Regions from separate parts of the Mus musculus genome. Here region 1 is linked to region 2. A link is a contact called in public Hi-C data. All regions are on one chromosome and are shown on one strand. Each heading gives the region's core, a stretch centred on a gene start, on an enhancer-like site or on the middle of the called end of the contact. The rest is flanking DNA. Distances are from core to core; before and after follow the strand shown. Region 1 overlaps Dzip1l (DAZ interacting protein 1-like). Region 2 holds the start of Dbr1 (debranching RNA lariats 1).

Region 1 (5,334 bases), core at 1,369-3,868, 70 kb after region 2:
CTCTGGAAGAGCAGTCAGTGCTCTTACTCTCTGAGCCATGTCTCCAGCCCCTATTAGAATTATTTTTAAGTGTGTGTATGTTTTGTGTTTATATGTCTATTCATGCATATGTGTGGGTGCCTGTGGAAGAGGCCATTAGATTCTCTGGAACTGGAGTTACCTGCTATTGTGAGCTGTCTCATGTGGGTGTGAGAACTGAACTTTGGTCCTCTGTAATAGCCGTACGTACTCTTATCCGTTGAGCCATCTTTCCAGACCTCCCACCTCAGGTTGGCTATTTATTTATTTATTTATTTATTTATTTATTTATTTATTTATTGTTTTTTGGAGATAGGATCTCTCTATATAGCCCTGGCTGTCCTGGAAGTCAGTATGCAGACCAGCCTGGCCATCAAGAAATCCACCTGCCTCTGCCTCCCAAGTGCAGGTATTAAATGCACGCGCCACCACACTTGAATCCTCCACCTTAGTTTTTGAGACATGAGCTCTGACTGAATAGGGAGTACCCCATTTTGACTTGAGTGGCTGGACAGTCAGCCCTTAGTATCAGCCTGTCTCTAGCTCCAATCCCTGGCTTTACAGATGTGCATTGCTGTGCCTAGCTTTTAAATAGGTATTAATGATTGAACCCAGGTCCTCTCCTCTCCTCTCCTCTCCTCTCCTCTCCTCTCCTCTCCTCTCCTCTCCTCTCCTCTCCTCTCCTCTCCTCTCCTCTCCTCCCCTCCCCTCCCCTCCCCTCCCCTCCCCTCCCCTCCCCTCCCCTCCCCTCCCCTCCCCTCCCCTCCCCTCCCCTCCCCTCCCCTCCCCTCCCCTCTCCTGTCCTTTTCCCTTTCCTTTCCTTAGACAGGGTTTTACTATGTAGCTCTCACTATCTTGGAACTCACACTGTAATCCAGGCTTGCATCTGCCTGCCGGGTGATGGATTAAAATATGTACCACTGTGCCTGGCTGACTCAGATTCTTACAACAAGCACTTTGCCCACCGAGGCCTCCTCCTACCCTCAGAATTCATTACTTAGTCCTCATTGGTCTTTCTTGTGTTGTCGTTGGGGCTAATACAGTATAAGGTTGGACAACAGAGGCCCGTGCCCAGGGAAACCCACACTGCTCCAGCACACATTTGCCGTGTGATCTTGGGTGAGTTAGTTTACATCCCTGGGCCTTAGTTTCTTTTGTGTAGGATAGACTAGTAACAACTTTTAATGATCACATATGTAGTACATAACACTATCTGCCATTTAATTAGAACTCTTTAGAAGAGTAACCTTATTTTTACAAAGTGTTCTCGAATGTGGTAGAACATAAATGAATACATTTTTCTCTCGATTTATATCTGGTGAATTCTGATTATATATCAGATACTTTGGTGGGGTCTATGGTAGTTGTACGTAATAGGTAACACTTATTCGATATACTTACCATTCCCTGTCTTAGTGCAGAACTTTCTTTTTAAAAAATTTTCAGCCAGGGTCTCTGTCACCTGGCTGGCCTGGAACTTGTTATGTAAAAATGGGCTGGCTCAAACTCACAGCAATTTTCTTGCCTTTGCTTTGTGAATGCCTGAGTTACAGTATGCACCATTATGCCCAGCCACAAACAACTTATCACATCAAACTTTCTATTGCAGCCCACTTTGCCTGGCTAAGTTCCATTTAGATGTGTGTGTGTGTGTGTGTGTGTGTGTGCATGCCTACACACATGCACTTTGGTTTAAGATTGTATATTACATTCCTTTTTTACAGGTGAAATCAAGACCATGTAATTTGTACAAGTTCACACAGCTAGTGAGGGCTGGAGGTGAGGTTTGAACGTAGCTTTTAAAGTTCCAAGGTCCTATTTTCTGCTGGCTGCACTATCCAGCACTAACACAGGGAGATCTTCCTAAGGTTACTGATGAGCTGTAGTTTCTCATATATGCCAAGATGGAAAACCATTTTAAAATGTATTTACCTCCGATTGGTCCTCCTCACATGAAGAGAATCTCGTTTTGAAAGTGAATTCTCAACAGTTTTTCCTCAACACCATTCCATGTTTTGCATAAAGATAGATACACATAGGCAAGTGTTCCTAGGGGGATTGTCTTAGGGCTATAGCCTGGGACTTGAGATGGAAACGCAGAAGGAGTGTGGTAGGATGGAAATGAGAGCTTGTTTGCTCTGTGTGTCTGTCTGTCTCTCTATCTCTGTTTCTCCTCTATCTCTGTCTTTCTCGGTATGTCTTTTTCTCTCTGTATGTCTCTCATCTCTGTCTCTGTCTCTGTTTTCTCTGTAGTTAATCAAGTCCTCCATCACAGTGCTCCCTGCTGGGTTAGGGACGCTCTGTGACAGACAAGCTGACCCTCCCTTATTGTGACCCTCTGCTCTCACCAGCAGCTTTATAGCCATTGTTCCTGATTTTAAATGCCCCCAACTCTGCAGTTCGCAACAAGTTGCTTATGGAGTAGGCATCTGTAAGTACTGTTGATCTGAAGCAGACGCCATTGATCAGCAACCACCTCATCAAGGGCCAAGAGATTATTTTTGGTTAGAAAATCTTGAGGTTCAGAAAATGAGGGCACGCTCCCTTCCCAGCTCCCGTCTGACTCAGACCCCGTTCACATCCTGGAATAGCCTAGGACTGTATTTATTTATTCTCTGTCTGCCTGTAAGATTACTCATGTGCATTTCTATGTCTCCTGACTCCTTTCAACGCTTTATTATTTTCCATTATTAAAGTATAGGGAGCAAAATTAGATACAAGACTCTCTGTATCATTCGGTAACTCTTTCGTCAAGTCATTCTTTTTAAATTCTCAGGGAGAAAAGGTAAGAATTCTGTTTAGGATGACTGGAAAGTACTGTGAGATAGTCTTCAAAGCCAGAGGTGACACTCTGATGTGAGGAGGGCCACCGAGCCCTCAGTACATCTTGAGAGTATTCTCCTTACAGCTTGCCTGGTGCAGAGGTCTGAGCCCTTACTTTGGCCATGACTGACTGCAGAAAGAGTAATGTCAGGATACATGGAGTAGATGCAGGGCTAGAGGGTTTGCTTACAGGAAGAACAGGCCATGGGGGTTTGTAGTGCAAAGAGCCGGCGGTGTAATGTGCTGTAGTGCTGAGAGAGGAGACACATCAGAACCCCCCAGTTATCCATGCCTCTGCTGAAACATTTGCCAGCAAAAATGGGCTAGCTGGGACATGATTAACATCTGGTCCTGGTATTGCTTAAGCAGTGGCTGAGAAAAGTAATCAAGAAGAACGCCAAGTTAAACTCAGGCTCGCTCTTGGCGTTTAATTCTTAATGCTGCACTAAGGTTTATCTGTTGTATGTCGGAATAGACATGGGCTTTGTTAGTATGACCTGGGTAGGCAGGAAGGGATTCTGTCTTTGATCCAGCCTTCTCTTCTGGTGACAGTGCTTGCTCAAGGATCAGTAGCTATAAGTGACATTGCTCTGAACACTGCACAAAAACAGCTGTTTTTGCTCTCTCTCTCTCTGTCTCTCTCTCTGTCTCTCTGTCTCTGTCTCTGTCTCTCTGTCTCTGTCTCTCTGTCTCTCTCTCTCTCTCTCTCTCTCTCTCTCTCTCTCTCTCTCTCTCTCTCTCTCTCTCTGTGTGTGTGTGTGTATAACAGGCAGGAATCCTCAGGGCATGGCTTGGAGGAGTCAGAGGTTCTCACATGGGCCTTAAGTGTGGGTCTTCCAGCTTATTCCAGACATGGGAAAAAGCTGGCCAGCACTTGGGCAAGTTCAGGGTTTGGGGACATCAGAATTTCACTGGACTTGAAATAACACTTGAGTTTGTGTTTCCCATGGGTACTTACTTTTACTGTACAGGGGCTGAGCCCGGGGGGCGGGGGGGGCCCGGGAGGGGGCTGCTGATTGGTGTGGATGTTTGCAGGCACATGGCGGTGGTGAGGGCAACCTGAGGAGGCTCTCGATTGCCGCGAGTTTCACCCTTCTGGTTCTGTATTGGGGTGAGATCTAGGACTTCATTTAATAAAACAATTCTTGGCCTTTTCAGAAACTGAAGGCACTGCAGTCCTACAGCATGACGGAGTCTCACCTTGGGTCTCTGCGGGATGAAGAGTCAGAGGAGAGACTCAAGCATGCCCAGGAGGTCCAGGCCCTTCAAGAAAAGATGGAAGTCCAGGTGAGCTGATGGTGGCTCCATGCCCTTCTGTCCAGAGCAAGCCAAGAATCTAGCTGTCCCCACTGAGGCTTCTGTTTGGCCTTGTGGATTTGGCAAAGTTGAGAGACATCAGAGCTCTGTATTTTCAGGTCTTGTTCAGAATGAAAGCAGAATAAGGTTCTCGGGCAAGGCTGGTGATGGCTTTAATCCTAATATTTACCTGATGTCTACAAATATAGGTAAACATAGGTGCTATTTATTTATTTATTTATTTATTTTTGACATTTTTGTCTCCAACTTTCATTCTAACACAGTTGAGAAAAGTATTCAGAAAGAGAGACAGTCCTGAGATATTTATGACAGATCTGTGGTGTGGTAGTAAATGCTTAGCTGTCAGCTCGGAGCTAAGAGTTTCTGTGGTGTGCAGGCTCCTTTTGGGTTTATCACTGTGAAGTCACTGAACAGAGCTGGGGAGACTTGTACTCTGTCTACCCTGGCCACCTCTGGGAGAAGCTTCCTTAAGTCCAGGCAGAGGAGGCGGATGTCACTTATAAGGCCACAACAGGGACAGTCAGCAACTGCAGCCCAAGGGTGCGCCAGCACCTGTGTCTGCTCTTCAAGGGTGGTTGAGAAAGAGCCGGAAGCCTGTCTGCAGAAAGGTGCCGAGGCTGGCTTCATGGAGTCCCACTGGTTTCTCATTGCCGTGTTAAAAGACCAAGACCAAGTGCATCTTGGGGAGGAAAGGGGTTAGTTGGCTCACACTTCCATGTTACAGTGCATTATCAACAGAAGCAAAGGCAGGAACCGGAGGGGAGGCAGGAACCACAGCAGAGCCCGTGGAGGGAAACTGCTTACCGGCTCGTTTTCCTCAAGGCTTGCTGTAGGACCGCCGCAGGGATGACACTGCCCACAGTGGGTTGGGTCCTTCTGCATCAATTATCAAGTAAGAAAACGCCCCGCAGGCTTGCCTACAGGCCAGTCTCATGGGGGCATCTTCTTCTTGAGGATCCCTCTTCTCAGACGACTCCAGTTTGTGTTAAGTATACAGACAACCAACCAACCAGCAAAACTAATCCATAGAGCTGGTTCATGGATTTTTACATCATAAAAAAGTCATTGTCCTGGGGAGAGGACTTGGTCAGTAAAGTGCTTGCAATACATGCGTGAGGACCTTAGTTTAGATCCGCAATGCCCACATAAAAACCAGGAACGCATAAGTCTAGAACC
Region 2 (5,441 bases), core at 1,288-3,787:
AAAACCAACCAACCAACAAAGAAACCAACCAAACAAACAGCCAAACAAACAAACAAACAAACAAAAAGCCAATGGACATGCTATCATGAAAGAGAAAAATCCCATGGGAAAAATCCTTCAAACCTAGACACCCTAAAGCAACTAAGAAATGCTGAGAATGGGAGAAACTGCCTTTCTGAGGGAGAAAGAGTCAAACTACATAGCTTAACAAGGACACCTTCTGTGTGTGTGTGTGTGTGTGTGTGTGTGTGTGTGTGTGTGTGTGTGTATATGTGTGTGTTACATGACACCTACTTCACTGGGCTTGGGCTCAGGTAATAGAGACCTGAATAAATGTAGGCACAGGCACCACTGTGGTGTCTCCTTCTAGGAAACAGTGAAAACTGGAATGAGCCAGCATGCCTGCTCCTTTCATGACCAGAGGAAGGAAGGAGTTGCTGTGCTGGTGTTGGCACGTTCCTGTACCTCAGGTCTTTAGAGGAAATTAAAAGCTCATCTAGCTTATATTTGAAAATCTTGCTGAGATGGGTTTTATAATAATCTGGCATTTTGTACCAGTAGCCAAGGAATATCTAATGTTTTGAGGCATGGTTCTAAAGGAATATATACACAAAATGAAAAAAAAATTCTATGTAAAGAATCTAGAAGGAAGTAGTTTGTATAAGTTAAAAATGAAAGCCTACTTCAGGTTCAGGCCGGTCTGATCTACATAGTTCCAGGCCAATCAGAGATACATAAAAAGATCCTGTCTCCAAAGAAAAGAAGAGAAAAGGAAAGGAAAGGAAAATTGGAAGGAACAAACAGAACAGACGCAAAAAAGAGTAGAGTCTGACTTATAAAATTGTATAACCTTGATTAGATCGTCTTTTCTGAGACATTTCTCTGTATGGTTTTGTCTTTCTTTCTTTTTCTTTTTTCTTTCTTGGTTTTATGGGACAGGGCTTCTCCATGCATCAGTCCCAGCTGTCAAATTTTTTTGTTTGTTTTGTTTTTCGAGACAGGATTTCTCTGTGTAGCCCTGGCTGTCCTGGAACTCACTTTGTAGACCAGGCTGGCCTCAAACTCCCGAGTAATGGGATTAAAGGCGAGCACCACCACGCCCGGCTAGCCCCAGCTGTCTTAATTCACTTTATAGACCATGCTGACCACACTGGCCAGGGATCTGCTTGCTTATTTCTGGAATACAAGGATTAAAGGCAGAGCCACCATCCCCTCCCTCCCCCTGCCACGCCCCCAGCCTAGATTGTATTTAACTGATTAAATTTTTCAGTTGTTTAAATGTATACTTCTCTGTTGAGAGGCCAAATCTTGTAAGTTCAGACTCCATTTTAGAGAACCTGGCCAAAGTTTGAACTCAGACAAACTAACCAACATAACACTAGTTTCCAAGTTACCCCTCAACAAGACCAGCGTCCCCAGGTTATTACCCCAACATATCTGCACCCCCAGGTTACGAGGCCACCCCCTGCCTAACGACCACTAATGCAGAGGGAAGCAGAAATTAAGTTTATGATATGACTCCCAGCACCAGCCAATTGTGTTAAAGGCCATGGTAGCTCTCGAATTAGATGCTTAACTACCACCACTACCACATCCCACCCTCTGCTTGTAGCTTTCTATAAAGTCTTGTCCCCACTGACATTCGGGGTACACCAAAAACTGTGCTGTGTGTTGGTGGCGAGCCACAGCGAGCTGGGATAGAATAAAGACCGTGCTATGAGTTACATCAGATGGGCTCCTGCCTGGTTTTGGGGGATCGCTAACACTTTCGTGGCGCTACAACTGTATGCCCTTGATTAGATTTCCTTTACTGGCTTTCTTCTTTGCCATTCATTCTTCCTTGATTAGTCGCCACCTTTTCTCTCCAGAAGTTTTCGAGATATTTAACCTTTCATTCATCTTGCGTTACAGTTAGGCAAACAATTTGGTAGGAAAATACCCATTCCCCTTAGTCAAAAATAATTTTAGAAATTCCCCCCGGGAGGGTTGGTGTATAGTTTTAAAATAATCAGTAAGCTTCAACGTTGCATTTAAATTTTAATGTCATCATTAAAACCTCTTTTTACTTTCTAATTCATTTTTAAGGCAATCATCGTTGCCAGGGAGAGATTTGCTCTAGGGAATTAATTGCTCAATCGCTCCTGCTCACTTGCTTACCTTGATTTTTTTTTTTTGGTTTTTCGAGACAGAGTTTCTCTGTAGCCTTGGCTGTCCTGGAACTCACTTTGTAGACCAGGAAGGCCTCGAACTCAGAAATCCGCCTGCCTCTGCCTCCCAAGTGCTGGGATTAAAGGCGTGCGCCACCACGCCCGGCTGCTTACCTTGATTTTACTAAATTCAATCCCTATTCTTGGAGATTTTATTTCTTTTTCTAGTTTTAAACAATGTAACCCACTAGATTGCTAGCACGCAAGGGATCACGAAGACAGACAGGGTCTCCATTAAACAAGTTCAAAGTTTCCCCCCTCCGGCTTGACCGGGCCCTTCCCGTTCCCTCTCTCGCGAGACTTGGAAGCCGGAAGTTACATAAAGGACTCGAAACTCAGCCGCGGCTCGGTTGGTGTTGGCGGGAGCCGGGTGGGCCGGCTGCCTGGTGTTCTTTGCTGTGCGACCCGGGCTGCAGGTGCTCCGGGGTGTTGCTGTTGAGTTCCGCGGCCCAACGTCACGATGAGGGTGGCCGTGGCCGGCTGCTGCCACGGCGAGCTGGACAAGATCTACGAGACTCTGGCGCTGGCGGAGCGGCGCGGCTCGGGACCCGTGGATCTCCTTCTGTGCTGCGGCGACTTCCAGGCGGTGCGCAACGAGGCCGACCTGCGCTGCATGGCCGTGCCGCCCAAGTACCGTCACATGCAGACCTTCTACAGGTGAGGGGCGCGCGGCCGGTCCTCGCGTGGGGTTCCAGGTCCTGCTGCCGCAGATCGCGATGTCTGTTGGACCCGGAGCTTAGGAAATGGCCCTGGCCTCCTCCTCTCTGTACACACCTGGCTCTTCTTCCCAGGGACCCGGGGTGACACCAGCAGGTTTAGATACTTTGGATTTGCTAGAACACGATGGTTAGTTGATTTAATGATCTGGTTTTCCCGTGACCTGCTGTGTGCTAGTCTGGGTTCTAGAAGCCCAGACTTGCACTTCACAAAGTTCTTGATCTCAATGAATGTGTGCTCGACACTCAAGATTTAATTTATTCTTAAGGGCAGGGATGGGAAGATAGTGGGGACCGTTTGATCGTTTTTGAGCTCGGCCTTTTCCTTCTGACCTCTTGCTTTTTTGTGTTTAGTTTGGTTCCTGACAGCTTTATTACCGTTATGTTGTAGATATTACTCTGGAGAGAAAAAGGCCCCGGTTCTCACCATCTTCATTGGAGGAAACCATGAAGCCTCAAACCATTTGCAAGAGTTACCCTATGGTGGCTGGGTAGCGCCGAATATTTATTATTTAGGTATGTGTTTATGTGCACTTTTTTTGGTCTTGTCAGAATCTGTACCAGCTGGGCAGCTTCTAGAAGACATGTGGTGAATGCCATTAACTTAAATAATCATGAGAATTGAGTTAAAATAGTTATTAAATGGCCAGTCATGAACATACATCCATTTTCTTCTAGAGGTTTAAATAATAGCTAATATGATGACAAGTTTTTTTTTTTGTAGTCTCTTTGCTTTTTTCTTATTGCATTAAACTTTATAATGGAAAATGCTAAACATACATAAAAATACCGAGTAGTTTAATAAATTTCTTTACTTGTTAACCTCAACTCCTATTACTTTGTTCTACTCCCATATTTAAATATCCAGTATTGTTTAAACTTTTCCTGAGGGAGATGGCTGGGATGCCTTAAAGCAAATCCTAACCACTGGGTTATTTCATTTGTGGATTTTTAAGTACATGACTCCCCCTACCCCAAGATGTATTTATTTATCTACCGTGTATACAGTGTTCTGAGTGCATATGTGCCTACAGAGCACCAGATCCCATTATAGATGGTTAGAAGCCACCATGTGGTGCTGGGAATTGAACTCGGGACCTGTGGAAAAGCATCCAGTGCTCTGAGCCATCTCTCCAGCCCCTAAGTACATGACTTTCGAGTGATAGATTTTTTTTAGACACACGTAGTTCTGGTGCCATTTTATACCTAACTATAGTGAGTTAGTCCTTCTCTCGTGCCTTGTCCATACGCATTTCTCTGCATGTCTCAGTTACCGGATCTACAAATGACTTGCTCAGGTAGGATCCAAATATTTGGTGTTCAGGGCTCTGCCTCTTAGACTCTTTATCCTTCCTTCCCTTGTTTCTGTTTTCTGTTTCCTCTATGGTTTGTGTGTTGTAGGCAGTGAGGTTGATTGCCCTGTAGCATTTCCTGGGCTCTGGATTTAGCTGACTGGATTTACTATGATATCACTTGAAGTGTTCCTTTTGTTTTTCATCTTTTAAAGTTTGCAGGTCTTTTATCTCTTTATATAAGTGATTGTTTCTAGAATAATGTTCAAGTTTTTCTAGTGATGAAATCTTAACTTTGGGAATTTTGTTTCTCTGTCATTACTGATTTGCCATCTTTCAACAATCTCAGTATTATGAAGAGATGAATTTGGGCTGGGCATGTTTTTAATTCCAACACTGTAGCGGCAGAGGCAGGCTGATCTCTAGGAGTTTTGAGGCCAGCCAGGTCTATGGAGTGAATTCCAGGTCATCCAGAACTGCATCATAAGACCTGTCTCAAACAAATGAAAAGACAAGGTGGGATTGTCAGTTGAGTTGAAAATGAAAATGTAGAAATGCAGTGCTCTTTGGACATTACACCTGCTGACTTGACTCCCACTGTGTAAGGCCATCACAGGACATTGTCCTTCCCCTTCACTTTCTCCCACATAATTGCATGTTCAGCTGGGTACCACAGTACACTGTTAGGTATCACCATGCACTGTTAGGTACCACAGTTCACTGTTTGCTTTTAACATCCTGTCTCTTCATCCTTTTAGAATCCACTTAGTTTCTTGTCTGATTGGTTCCAGGCCTACTCTGCCTTGTGGATCATCAGCATATAACAGTGTGTGAAGAGGGATGGCAAATACTTTCAAATGATTTAAGGACCGCATAGAATTTCAGGCTTCTAAAAGATTTCTTTTCTTTTCTTAGTAGATTCTTTTTTGCTTAAACCGTTTTACTAAAATGCATAATTTTTCAGGCTTGGCTGGTGTTGTCAAATACCGAGGAGTAAGGATTGGTGGCATCTCTGGCATATTTAAATCTCATGATTATAGAAAAGGTATTGTTCTGACGGGATTACTTTTATAGTTTAGAGCTTGCATGCCCTCTAGTAAAATAACCAAAATTTATAGTTTGACTTATTCATCAGATTCCTTCTGTAAATGATATTATTCTTAATTTTTTATTATAAGTATTTTATGGACAGGAAAATGTAGATGCTATATAGTATATCTATGTGT

The links. Hi-C and Micro-C count contacts between places; a contact is called where the count stands out from the background.
Region 1: a contact with region 2 is called in a Hi-C map of embryonic fibroblasts, with 2.1 times the contacts expected there. The contact joins the enhancer-like site here to the promoter of Dbr1 in region 2. A contact is called at or near these places in 11 of 39 promoter capture datasets (the 3T3-L1 cell line, 3T3-L1-derived adipocytes, cancer-associated fibroblasts and 7 more), 1 of 15 datasets of contacts at CTCF or cohesin (the NIH/3T3 cell line), 61 of 484 Hi-C or Micro-C datasets (the 3T3-L1 cell line, the AML12 cell line, B cells and 37 more), 9 of 115 datasets of contacts at active chromatin or transcription factors (the NIH/3T3 cell line, astrocytes, bone marrow-derived macrophages and 4 more) and 2 of 9 other capture datasets (adipose tissue and pancreatic islet).

The regions. Positions count from the first base shown.
Region 1 is chr9:99,643,088-99,648,421 of GRCm38.p6, forward strand. It overlaps Dzip1l (DAZ interacting protein 1-like), which reads left to right. Exons shown (of 16, transcript NM_028258.4): 6 at 4,000-4,128. Among named protein-coding and RNA genes, the nearest start is that of Dzip1l, 16 kb to the left of the region's middle. Within about 2 kb of position 2,619, at least 28 of the 459 cell types and tissues checked have an H3K27ac peak or open chromatin away from gene starts, as enhancers often do. A contact at or near this core is called in the HL-1 cell line, the STO cell line, cancer-associated fibroblasts and 4 more, where this site is marked.
Region 2 is chr9:99,573,262-99,578,702 of GRCm38.p6, forward strand. It overlaps Dbr1 (debranching RNA lariats 1), which reads left to right and starts at 2,538. Exons shown (of 8, transcript NM_031403.3): 1 at 2,538-2,864; 2 at 3,315-3,439; 3 at 5,180-5,260. The coding sequence starts at 2,668.